Regions from separate parts of the Mus musculus genome. Here region 2 is linked to region 1. A link is a contact called in public Hi-C data. All regions are on one chromosome and are shown on one strand. Each heading gives the region's core, a stretch centred on a gene start, on an enhancer-like site or on the middle of the called end of the contact. The rest is flanking DNA. Distances are from core to core; before and after follow the strand shown.

Evidence for each region. Hi-C and Micro-C count contacts between places; a contact is called where the count stands out from the background.
Region 2: a Hi-C map of cerebellum shows a contact between it and region 1, with 1.7 times the contacts expected there. The contact joins two enhancer-like sites. A contact is called at or near these places in 3 of 39 promoter capture datasets (the 3T3-L1 cell line, cranial neural crest and liver), 1 of 15 datasets of contacts at CTCF or cohesin (large pre-B cells), 7 of 484 Hi-C or Micro-C datasets (the G1E-ER4 cell line, the N1E-115 cell line, Sertoli cells and 4 more) and 3 of 115 datasets of contacts at active chromatin or transcription factors (embryonic stem cells and stem cell-derived neural progenitor cells).

Annotation. Positions count from the first base shown.
Region 1 is chr8:10,758,732-10,764,064 of GRCm38.p6, reverse strand. The region is part of intron 2 of Gm39129 (a long non-coding RNA gene); the gene reads right to left. Among named protein-coding and RNA genes, the nearest start is that of Gm32429, 14 kb to the right of the region's middle. Within about 2 kb of position 3,059, at least 126 of the 459 cell types and tissues checked have an H3K27ac peak or open chromatin away from gene starts, as enhancers often do. A contact at or near this core is called in cerebellum, where this site is marked.
Region 2 is chr8:11,179,671-11,185,432 of GRCm38.p6, reverse strand. No RefSeq gene overlaps it. Among named protein-coding and RNA genes, the nearest start is that of Gm15418, 5.2 kb to the left of the region's middle. Within about 2 kb of position 1,737, at least 28 of the 459 cell types and tissues checked have an H3K27ac peak or open chromatin away from gene starts, as enhancers often do. A contact at or near this core is called in cerebellum, where this site is marked.

The sequences.
Region 1 (5,333 bases), core at 1,810-4,309:
GAGGCTCATGTGCCTTTCCAGCACTCTCTGAGCTCTCACCCAGGAAGGAAATGCCTTCTTCAGTGTGGGAAACCGAGGCAGCTTCTTGGGGTGGCTGTGTTCAAATGGGAGCTCTGAAGTTGCTGGGAGAGAAACCTCCAACTCTTCCTGTGAATGTGGACAGAGACTTGAATCCAGCACTCTAGCAAAGCCTAGGCAATCCTGTCTCCATCCCCTATGGTCCAGGCATAATGCGACCTTGCCCAACTTTTACATGAGTCCTGGGGATTTAACCTTGGCTCTTCATGCTTGCACAGCAAGTGCTCTTATTTATTGAGCGATGTAGCCAACCCTATTTATTTTTTATTCTAAGATTTTTCTGTATCAAATATATAATCTTATAATCAGAAAACAAAACAAAACAAACAAAACACACAACCCTCTGCTACCAAAGTGACCAGAGCCATATGGGAAGACAGACAACAGGTTTGGGGGGAAGGTGTGTCTGCAAACACTGTGGTTAGCCCAAGAAGTAGGACACCTGTCACTCATCCATACACTGGAATCTCTTTCCTTTTGGAACATACAGATCCATGCCAGCCATGCAGAGCACGGTCTCCTGAAATTCACCACAGCCTCACCTTCCTCTCACGGCACCTCAGAGAATTTATGACTTGCCATGCATATGTGCAAAGATATAAAATCAAATAAACTGCTCTTTTCTTCAGAACATCTGTCTCCCTTATGTGGCAGTTATTGGGCAATTTCCTGAGGAATTTATTATTAAACCAGGGGAAAGAAAAGAAGTTTTAGGATAAGCTATGGAAATCCCACTGTGTAAGGCATGGTTGAAAGAACGCACCCTGAATTCCAGAATGCTAAGCAGACTTTGAAGAGCTTCCTTGACTTGCTCAGGAACTCAGACACATCCTTTACCTCAGCTTCTCAGGATGGGAGACCAGGTTGTGAAGATGAGGCAGTCTAAGGATCCAGGAGCACCAACTCCCACTGAAGGCTTGAAACACTGTGAAACACTTTCTTTTGGAAACTATCAACTGAATTGGTATTTTCTCCAAGACCCTACAACAGGTGCAAAGTTAAAAGACTGATTCTGTAAGGATCTGCTCACCATTGTCCTGAAGACTGTGGGTTTTATTCAACAGGGAGATCAGGGTCTTTGAAATAATGAAGTGCAAGGCAGCTTTGCTATTTACTGTTTCTCCCTCCCTCCTTCCCTTCTTCCCTCCCTCCCTTCCTTCCTCTCCATCTCCTTCCTCCCTTTCCCCCTCCCTTCTTCTGTCCTTCCCTCCCTCTGTCCCTCCCTCCCTCCTTCTCTCCCTCCCTCCTTCTCTCCCTCCCTCCTTCTCTCCCTCTCTCCTTCCCTCCTTCCCTCCCTCCCCCTTCTCTCCCTCCCTCCCTCCCTCCCTCTGTCCCTCCCTCCCCCTTCTCTCCCTCCCTCCTTCCCTCCTTCCCTCCCTCCATCCTTCCATTCTTCCCTCCTTCCTCTCCATCTCCTACCTCCCTTTCCTCCTTCATTCCCACCTCCCTTCTCTCCTTCCATTTTATATTATTTTCCCTTTCTCGTTTAGCGTTCTATCTGTGGCTGTTGCTCAACAGCAATTAACTATAAAAGAATTTTACTGATTAGTATACATGATTTTAAAAAAAAAAAAAAATTGGCAGGAACAAGGAAAATAGACTCCGGACAAAAAGGCTAAGATTTTTTCGTGTTGATCTTAACATGCTGTAGGATCCTGGGTCCCCACATCTCTGCATTATTAATGTCACATGGGTATTGAATGGCTGCTATTGTGACTTATATTTTAATAAGTCAGTGAAAGAAGAAGAGCAATTGCTTCACTACAGTGCCCATGGGTCAAAGGTGTAACAGCGCAGACCATTTGATAGAGCTGCGCAGAGCATGCTTGGTGGGGATGCAGGCTGAGAAGCTGTCCTCCCCTCTGCCCCTTCACAGGGGCGGAGCCAGGCTGGGTTTCTAATGCCAACCTCGCCACTGTGCCTGAATAAAGGGCACCCTAGGGTTTATACGTTCCCCACAGAAGAATATAGGTAACCCCCTTTTATTCCTAAGTAATAAGAGGCATAACAAAGAGGCCTCTTTGAACATTGTAGGATGACAATGCCATCGAGTGATAGTTTGTTTCCTGCTTGCCAGGAATTGTATCAGAGTTTCTTTACACATTCCACGGTCCATTCGAAGTACAGTTTCTTGCGACAGGGAAAATCATGACCTCACCAAAGAAAGCAGGCTGCTGCCCCTTTCCTGATAGGCCTTCCTAAAGGCCTGGGAAAAGGAGCTGTGGATTTTTGTGCCGAGCAATGAAAAACAGAATAAAAGTCCCATCACTCCATGTGCTTAGAAAGCGCCAAAGTTATTTGTCCTGAGGTGTCTGATCTGGAAAGACTGCCAGCCCCGGGGCGATTGAGTTCTTTGAAGGTTTCATTATGGTGAGTTGAATAACCCATAATATAAAGACGGAGCAGACAAGTTGGAAAACTTGCAGCATATAAACTTTTACTGAACTAAGTCCCTTCATTAAATTGAAGCAGCACCTTTGAACTGTGGGGCTCACGTCTGCGCAGTAATAAGCTTCATGTGGACTATGACGTTTCTATTAGATGTCTAACGGGTCTTGGAAAGGCCCCAGCACATCTAAGAGTCTGACCGAGGTTCTGTTTACAGCAGCCTAGCTGAGAGCTGCCCTGGACTGCCCAGCTCTCTTGAGCATTAACCCTGGTTCTGCCGCTCTGAGGAGGAGCCTCCGGTCCTTTGCAAACAGCTGGGGAGGGAGGGGGAGAGCGGAAGGGGGGTTCTGCCCAGCCTTGCAGGCACTATGCTTGCTCTCACAAATGACTAGGGAGATGGTGAGAGCAGCCTTTGCTCCTGGCTGTCACTCTCCCTGGCAAAGGCATAAGCTGAAGAGGACAAAGGACTCTGCCAAACCAGGAGCAGGCCCAGTGGCGGGAAGCAGGGAAGCACAGGCCACACTGGAGGGATGGTTTTGACAGCCTGTTCTTGCAACTCACAGTGCTCAAAAGGAAGCTTTTGGCAGAGGCTGGAGGGAGGTGCGCTTGGCACTGAGAGTCCCGGCAGAGCAGATGGGCTCTCCCCGTCTAGACAGAATGGTACTGTCCCAGACGGAAAGGTCTCCCAGGCCAGACAGTCCTGAAGCACCACCCTGCTGAGGGGCCTCACAGGCGGAGAAGGCAGAAAATAAGAGAACAGCGGTGTCCGTGCAGGCAGGGTAATTAGCAGGGTGAGCTAGGTCCACAGCCAGTGTGTGTGTGTGTGTGTGTGTGTGTGTGTGTGTGTGTGTGTGTGTGTGTATGCGTGCATGCGTGCATGCGTGTGTTCTTCTGTGTGTGCATGTGTATGAGTGTGTCTGTGTTCTTGTGCATGTGTATTCATGTGTGTATGTGTGTGTCTTGCACTTCTCTACACGTCACCCATGAGCTCAGTGTAACAGCCTTCCACTGGGGTTTTAAAGGCAATTACAGAAAGTCAACAATTCTGTAACAGGATTTGTTTCTCAAGCAAGTCAAAGAAATTCCCTTTCCACAATTTGTTTCAGATGTCAGGTTTCAAACGCAGAATCGCTAAACTCAGAATCTAAACAATGATGCTGTCAACAACCCAGTGGCCTTGGATCTTGCATTTAAAACAATGCGTGGGAATGAACGCTCATGGGAAGGGTGTGTATTTTCAAGTCGTGGACTTGGCAAACATGAAAACTGTAGAACAACATGGCTCCTCATTTTAAAGCACAAACCCTTCACAGCCTCCCTGAGTTGAGACTCTGGCTCTGTTGTTCCCTCCAGAGGAAGTGCTCCTTGTATGGTCCTCGTATCTATTGGCTCTTTCTGCATACATCTGCTTGCTTGAAGGTATTAGCATGAGTTTGTATGCATTTAATTTGTGTAGATCTTGGTTTGCAAAGAGCACAGGGGAAAGTAAGTTGGTCCCTTTTTTGGTGATGTACTACAAAGCTCAAGGCAGCACGGACCTGCCTTTGAACAATGAGTGTCACATGTTCACTTATACACAGCGAGAACAAATTTCAGTCTACCTGAATTTCAGTAATTGCTTCAGTTGGTGTCAGGGTCCTCTGTTAATAGACCAGGGCAATTAATTGTCTTTGTCTAAAGATGACACAAATTTGAGACACGTGGTCTGTGCTGTGTTCATGGAAGTTAACCAGAGACCTAAAGATATGTGCTACTTTGTATAAAACAGTGCATATTTTTAACACCAAACTTCCTCAGAGCCAGACCCTCAGTACAGGGAAACTGCTTCCTGTTTCATTCACTGTCATTTCAAGACACTTTTAAAAAAATATGCATAGGTCTTTCGAGAGATGGTGCATGGCCCTGTTCAGAATGTTGCCCTGGTTAAACAAGCTCTCCAGTGGGCAGGAAGCTGTGTGTAACAGCAGAGTCAGGAGGGTACCAGTGTGCTGCATCAGGCTTTGTGTTTTGCAAAGAATGCTCACTGGCCATTCAGGAAAAGCATTCGCCTCTCTCTCAGCAGTCTTTACGTCCATAAGGAAGACATCCCAGGGAAATGAGGTGACATGACTGTGTATGGAAAAAGTGGTCCCTGCCCTCAGTCACCATTCTGTCTTGGTCCTCACAGGGTCAAGTTGAGCAAAGGACAGAGGCTTTGACCCCTGGTATTGAACACAAGCTGTGCATGGCTGCCAAGAATGGCCAAGGGTCTATTTCAGTCTGTGTTTTGTCAGCTTCAGCACTTAATGCTATGCCTGATACATAATCTAAGGTCACTGTTGAAAATAAAATCTAGGTAGGTCTCTAGAAATGGGAGAGACATGGCGAACAGATAACAAACACAGTGTCAGTCTCCGCACAATAGGCTCTTAGCAAAAACTGTAAGACACATCTGTTGCTCAGAAATTATCCCTCCAGATAAGGGTTTGGAATGGATAAACATCACTGTTAATAGAGCTAAGAAGTTGCTGCCTTTGAGCTTGGACCTATAAAAATTTAAAGTTACATCAGCTGGTGTTGAGTAATTTAAGGAGAATTCATTTTAATCCAATGGAAACATAACTATCATAAAATAATTTACTTCCAAGAGGAAACTATTATCTATGCTCTGTAGAAATGTTAATCATTTCTCTGTCTTTAACATCAAACTAATAAATGATTTTTTTCCTTGCAAAGTAAAGCCCACATCTCCACATAAGAAAATAGAGAAGTCAACTGCTCTCAAAGTACAAAGCAATTATTTCTTAGGCTGCCCTTTCCCAGATGGCTCTAGGGTTAAATAGAGGCTTTTATTTGAAGAGGTTGGTAAGTGGGTATTTTGGCAAGTT
Region 2 (5,762 bases), core at 488-2,987, 420 kb before region 1:
CACACGTGTATACATGGTGAGTGCACCCCTCCCTCCCCCGACATAATGATTGTGTGAAGTACAATTGAAACTTTGCATCATAAAGACTGGGGTCTTACCGAACAGCACTGTAGCAGTGCACGAGCCAAGATGGTCTTGAGGGCCTGGTGTTGAGAGCTGCTTGTGGCTGTGGTGGTAGAAGCAGAGGCTGTTCATGTCTCAGTGGCTATCCGGATTATAACCCTTCATCTGCTGGTGAACACTTCACATGCAAAAGGTTCCACACCTTGTCACACAACAGCTGAGGCCCAAGAGCTCATGCTCACAACATACTGAAGGCATGTCACATTGAGGCTACATCAGTGGCCTTTGATCCTGATGCAAATCAAGGCAACATCTCCAGACAGGAACCCTGGTAGAACATACCAACCTACCCACAAACATTTTGACTCAAAGCTTATTCTGTCCACAAGAAATGCAGGGATTGGCTATGGAACAGAGATTGAGGGAATGGCCAACCAATAACTGGCCCAACTTGAGACCCATCCCATAGACAAGCACCAATCTCTGGCATTATTAATGACACTGTTATCCTTGCAGACAGTAGTCTAGCATGGCTGTCCTCTGAGAGGCTCCACCCACCAACTGACTCAAACAGATGTAGACACCCGCAGTCAAACAGTGGATGGAGCTTGGGGACCCTTATGGAAGAATAGGAGGGAGGATTGTGGGCCCCAAAGAAGATAGGAATTCCACAGGAGACCAACAGAATCAACTAAGCTGGACATTTGGGGCTTTCAGAGTCTAAATTGCCAACCAAAGAACATACACTGTCTGGACATATGTCCAGGCCTCCCTGCACATAGGTAGCAGATGTGCAGCTTGGTCTTCATGTGGGTCTGGGATAACTGGAATGGGGGCTATCCCAAAAGCTGTTGCCCGTATGTGGGATGTGTATTTTTTAGCTAGGCTTCCTTGTCTGGCTCCAGTGAGATAGGAAGCGCCTAGCTTCACAGAGGTTTAAAGTGTCAGGGTCAGGGGATACCCAGGGGGTCCCCGCCCACTCAGAGGGGAAGGGAAGAGGAGGTGGGGAAGGGCTGTGGGAGGGGGTGACCAAGAGGTGGGCCGTAAATGGGATGTAAAGTGAATAAGTTAAAAAGTAAATACATTTTTTTTAAAGGCCACATTTCAATGGAGGTGGGAATGATAAGTCCAGGGCTCTTCCAGTAGGAAGGAATGAGCATCTGCAGTAGATAGAGGAGAAGGTGGATCTTAGCCCACTGAGGACGGTGTCCATCTACCCAGATTACCCTTGAGACAGTGAGCTCCCTCCTCAGTTCCCTGAGAGCCTCCCCCGAGAGTCTGCCTGGGACGCTGTGCCTGGAATGACTGGCTGGGTGGGAGAGAGAAGCTTGCACAACTCTGTAGTGTTGGGCACAAACTGGAGCTCTATGGAAGACACTTTGGACCAAGTGTGACAGGTGAGGCTTTGGGCTGTGGTGCCCTCTGTCAACTCTAGTAACAGCTGTGGCTTCCAGAAGAATCCAATGACCCCGCGCTTCTCCGGCTGGTCTAACTGCTCACCTCTTGACATTGCCAGCGAGCTGGTTATAAATAGAAGCTGGACACGCTGCTTGTGTCCTGTTGCTAGGTGATCCCGATGGTTCCTGTGACATCATGTCCCTGGGAAGCCAACCTTCATCGCTGTCAAAATAGCTCCATAAATAGGCCAGTGGGCAGGAGTGGTGTTCCAGTAAATTCTGCAGTCTGCCCCTGCCTTATCAGGTAGTGTTCAGGAGCTGTTGGTGACACAGTTCGAACGTTGTCAGCCAGCAACTGTCCAGCCAAGTGACTGCTTGACCTAGAAACAGGGAGTCTGGCTTGCAGCTCACCGTTTGTGGTGAAAGACACCTATGCTTTGTGTTCCCCAGTTGCTTTTCATGCTTTGCACCAAGGGAAATCTGTCTTCGTGACTGGAACGTCTGACCCTGCTAAGCCCTTCCCAGGGTGTTCACATAGCAGTGTAGGAACAAACACGGATCCTGTGTGTTTGCTTTTAGTGATTCTTCACAGATCCTCTGTCCCACCTGTATGTTCCTCCATCCTTAGCACACGGCACAGAACTGAAAGATGAATTTTATTAAGAAGCCAAAAATCAAACCATTTTAAACAACCAGGCTTTTTGTCATACTGAGTCTCATGTCCAAGGTCAGAGCCATCTTTGCCACACTTTCAAACTACAGGTACCACTTTGGCTGGCGATGCCTGCAGCTGGTGAAGCCCTGGGTCCTAGACTGAGCTCCATATAAACCTGGCATGGTGACATATGACTGTCAACCCAGAATCTAGGAGGGTGAGGCTGTAAGAGCGAGGTCAGCCTTGGCTTTATGACACCCCTATGGTGGGGTGACTCTGGCTAGCTTTTCCTCTAATCTCTCCTCTCCACAGGTAGTGGGAAAATAAAGCAAACCCCACTATGTGAAACACTGGAAATAGCAGCTATGTGTGGCCGGCCGGCCCTCTCTGGTCCCGAGTATACAGTCGCAGAGCTAAGGTGTGCCGACATTGTTGTGGCTTAGAGTCACCATTTGAACTCACATGTCTGTTCTCTCCGGGGTGAAACGGTCCACCAACCCCTGCAGGGCAGGCTCCAGGGCTGGGCTGGCTGCTCAGCTGGAACAACAGAATGCCCCGTCATTGTGTGAGTGTGGAAGGAGCTGCATGCCGTGAGTGGAGGTTTTCTGGGCATGGAGTTTAATATCTGTGTCCAGAGTACCGCCAGAATCTGGGAAAGTGCTGCCCAGGTGACTCTGTGTGCCCATGGTTCTCACATGCGGTGAGCGTCTGTGTGCAGAATGCATGCATGTACATCATGTGCCTTTAGTGATTCTTTGAACATCCTTCCACCTCCACACGTCTTACCTGTCCCATTGATAGGTTTGGGGAGACCAGCCATAGATGTGCTCAAGTCACCTGTGGTTAGAGTCCATTATTCTGCAAAACAGCAGTGTCACACAGCAGTGGTGCACAGAGGTGTGAATGTCCTGCCAAGAGACCAATGAGGTAGGATGCAGAAGTGGCCCTTTTTCCTCACGTAGTCACCCTGCTGACGTCACCTAATGTGCTGCCGTAAGAAAATGTGTGAGGGCTTCTGTTCTCTGCTTCATTGGAGGCTAGAAATTTCCATGGAATGTCACTCACGTGCCTGTGTACATTTCCCATGACCCTGGTGTGAACTGGGCTCTCCTGCAGTCAGGAGTCTGAGAACAAAGCCACTGCAGCAGGTCCCCTGAGGGGTGGGTAGAGCCTTCCTGGCTCCTTCCAACTTCTCCAGCCCTGGCCTCTCTGGGCTCGTAGAGGCTCTACTCTCTCATCTTGGCTACCACCTCCGTACTGGAGTCTCCGTGTCTCTGTCCCAACAGAATGGTTTCCCTTCTCTCTTGACAGACCTGTGGACCAAGGTTCCTCGAGTGCCACTTCAGCATGGCCTCGCCTTATTCACTTCTGAATGGAGCTTATTTCCAAACAGGCACAAGGTCTGAGTTTCGGGGCTTTGACTTATCTAATCTTTTGGGTCACTCCATTCAATCACCACAGGACACTGCTTAGCCAGAAGCTCCACCCAAGGTGTCTTTCCCATAAGATTTCTGGTCATAGTTCATGTTAGGCCAGGTTTATTTTACCAAGAGGGTTATTACAGTGTCAGTGCTTTGGTCCAAAGACACAGGCACGGTTGCTTTTACTGTTAGGAAGTGCGATTTCAAATGTCCCTGAGCTGATTTTTGTCTGGCAGGAAATGCACCTGACTGGTGGTGTGTTTCTTTGTTGATGGTTTCTTTTCTGGAGGAAGGTGGTTAGAAAACCACAGTGGGCTTTGAGACATCTTGGGGTTGAGCACGACATAAGCCTAGGTTATAATTAGACTATCCTCTGCCATAGATTTCCTAAAAATGGCCTCCCAGCTCCTTAGAATGCGCAGCCTCTTAAATAATGGTCCTATTTGTTATTCATAATGGGACAGCCCGGCAATTGCCTTTTATTTAAGCGAAAGGTCAAGAGGTTTTGATTTAAACAGGGGTTGAATCAAAGGTGGCACATCTATATGAAAGATGGAAGGCAGGCATGTGGGCCCTGACTGCACGCTGTGACTGCTGCATTGTCTGTGGAAACTGAGGGGGGGGGGGGACAGTCCAGCCCACACTTTACATGCATGTTCATTGTTGCAGAAAGTCAGTCTATGTCTTGGCAAGTTCATTTCCTTACAAGAGGCCGTGTCTTCCGGCAAGAATGGGTCAGGTGTCAGGGGAGAGAGGGCTCCCATCCTAATGTCTGCTGGTAGGGAGAACAGAACACTGGAAGCCATGGTACTTTGCAGCTGAGACACACTGGTCTGATTATCTAGAAGGAATTGGTGGCTATTCATCCTCTGAAAGGCAGCCATTTAGCCTTCTTGTTGTAACGACCTTGAGGAGTCGCCATCTCACAGAATGGCCCCTTCTCACAGTGTAGGGGATTGCATGCTCACACCACTCTCCGTGGGAGCTGGACCGGATTCCACTGCACTTAGCTTCAGTAAGCAGCTTGGATTTCTTCTGACTGTACTTCGTAAGGCTATGAGTGACTCGGACCTCCATGTTGGTAAGGGAAGGGAGGTCTCACTCAGGTCTAGCTGTCAGGTGCCTGCTGCATCTCACCTCATTTAATTCCTACAAGCATGAAAAGTGACCATGTCCACTAAGGTGCTTCTGCTGAGAGGTGAAGCGATGTCCCTGGGTGCTCAGGATGAGACACTGTGCTTTGTCAGTGGCCACGGGAGCATTTCCGAGACTGGGACTCTCCTGTTGTGCTTGCTGGCCTCTGCTCATCTTCTCTTCCTCACTCTGAGATAAGCAGGGCTGGACTTCCTCTCTGTTACTTTGTTACTGGGCAGGAACTCGTTTAAAAAACTTCCTGCACCGGCCCATCTCCCAGCTCAGGGTCTCCACCATTGGTTCCAAGCTGATTCTGTACATCCCAGCTCCTGGAGGATGTTGGGAGCTGTCTGTGTTCTGACTGATGGACCAAGATTCAGAAAGACAGACTCTGGCCCTGACGAATCCACCCACAGTTTTAGGGCTACCAAGACTGATCAGATAACTGCATTCCTTGGAGCGATACCTATGAATATGTTGCGGTCTTCTTGCAAGACAAAAGGGTGTCCTGTTAGGTTTCTGTTGTCATATGGCTCTCTGGATGGACACAGTGTTCTGGGGAAGACTGTATCTGGGCGGGGAGTCCTGGAAAATTAGGTTCCCTCCAAGAGAGAGGCTGAAGAGCTGTCCAGCTACAGGAAATGCTACTTCCTGTGTGCAGTGCCTCTTGTTCCCTGGGTGGTAGTGTGGTTGGCGGTGGGAGCTTATCTGGAAAAATGGGAAATGAAAGCCAGACTGTTGGTCTAGCTTTGACCTCTGCATGTGAACAGGAGTCCCAGCCATGACTGGCCTGAGCATGTCACTCATTGCCAGCCTAAAAGGCCTTGCTGGTGTTAACTGGAGAGCAGAAAGAAAGAAAACCAAATATTAGCGCTCCCATATAACTTTTGTTGTGATGTATCTTAGTCAGAGTTTCTATTACTGCATAAAACATCATGGCCAAGAAGCAAGTTGGGGAGGAAAGGGTTTATTCAGTTTACACTTCCATGTTGCTGTTCATCACCAAGGAAGTCAGGACTGGAACTCACACAGGCCAGGAACCTGGAGGCACGAATGGAGGCAGAAGCCATGGAGGAATGCTGCTTATTGGCT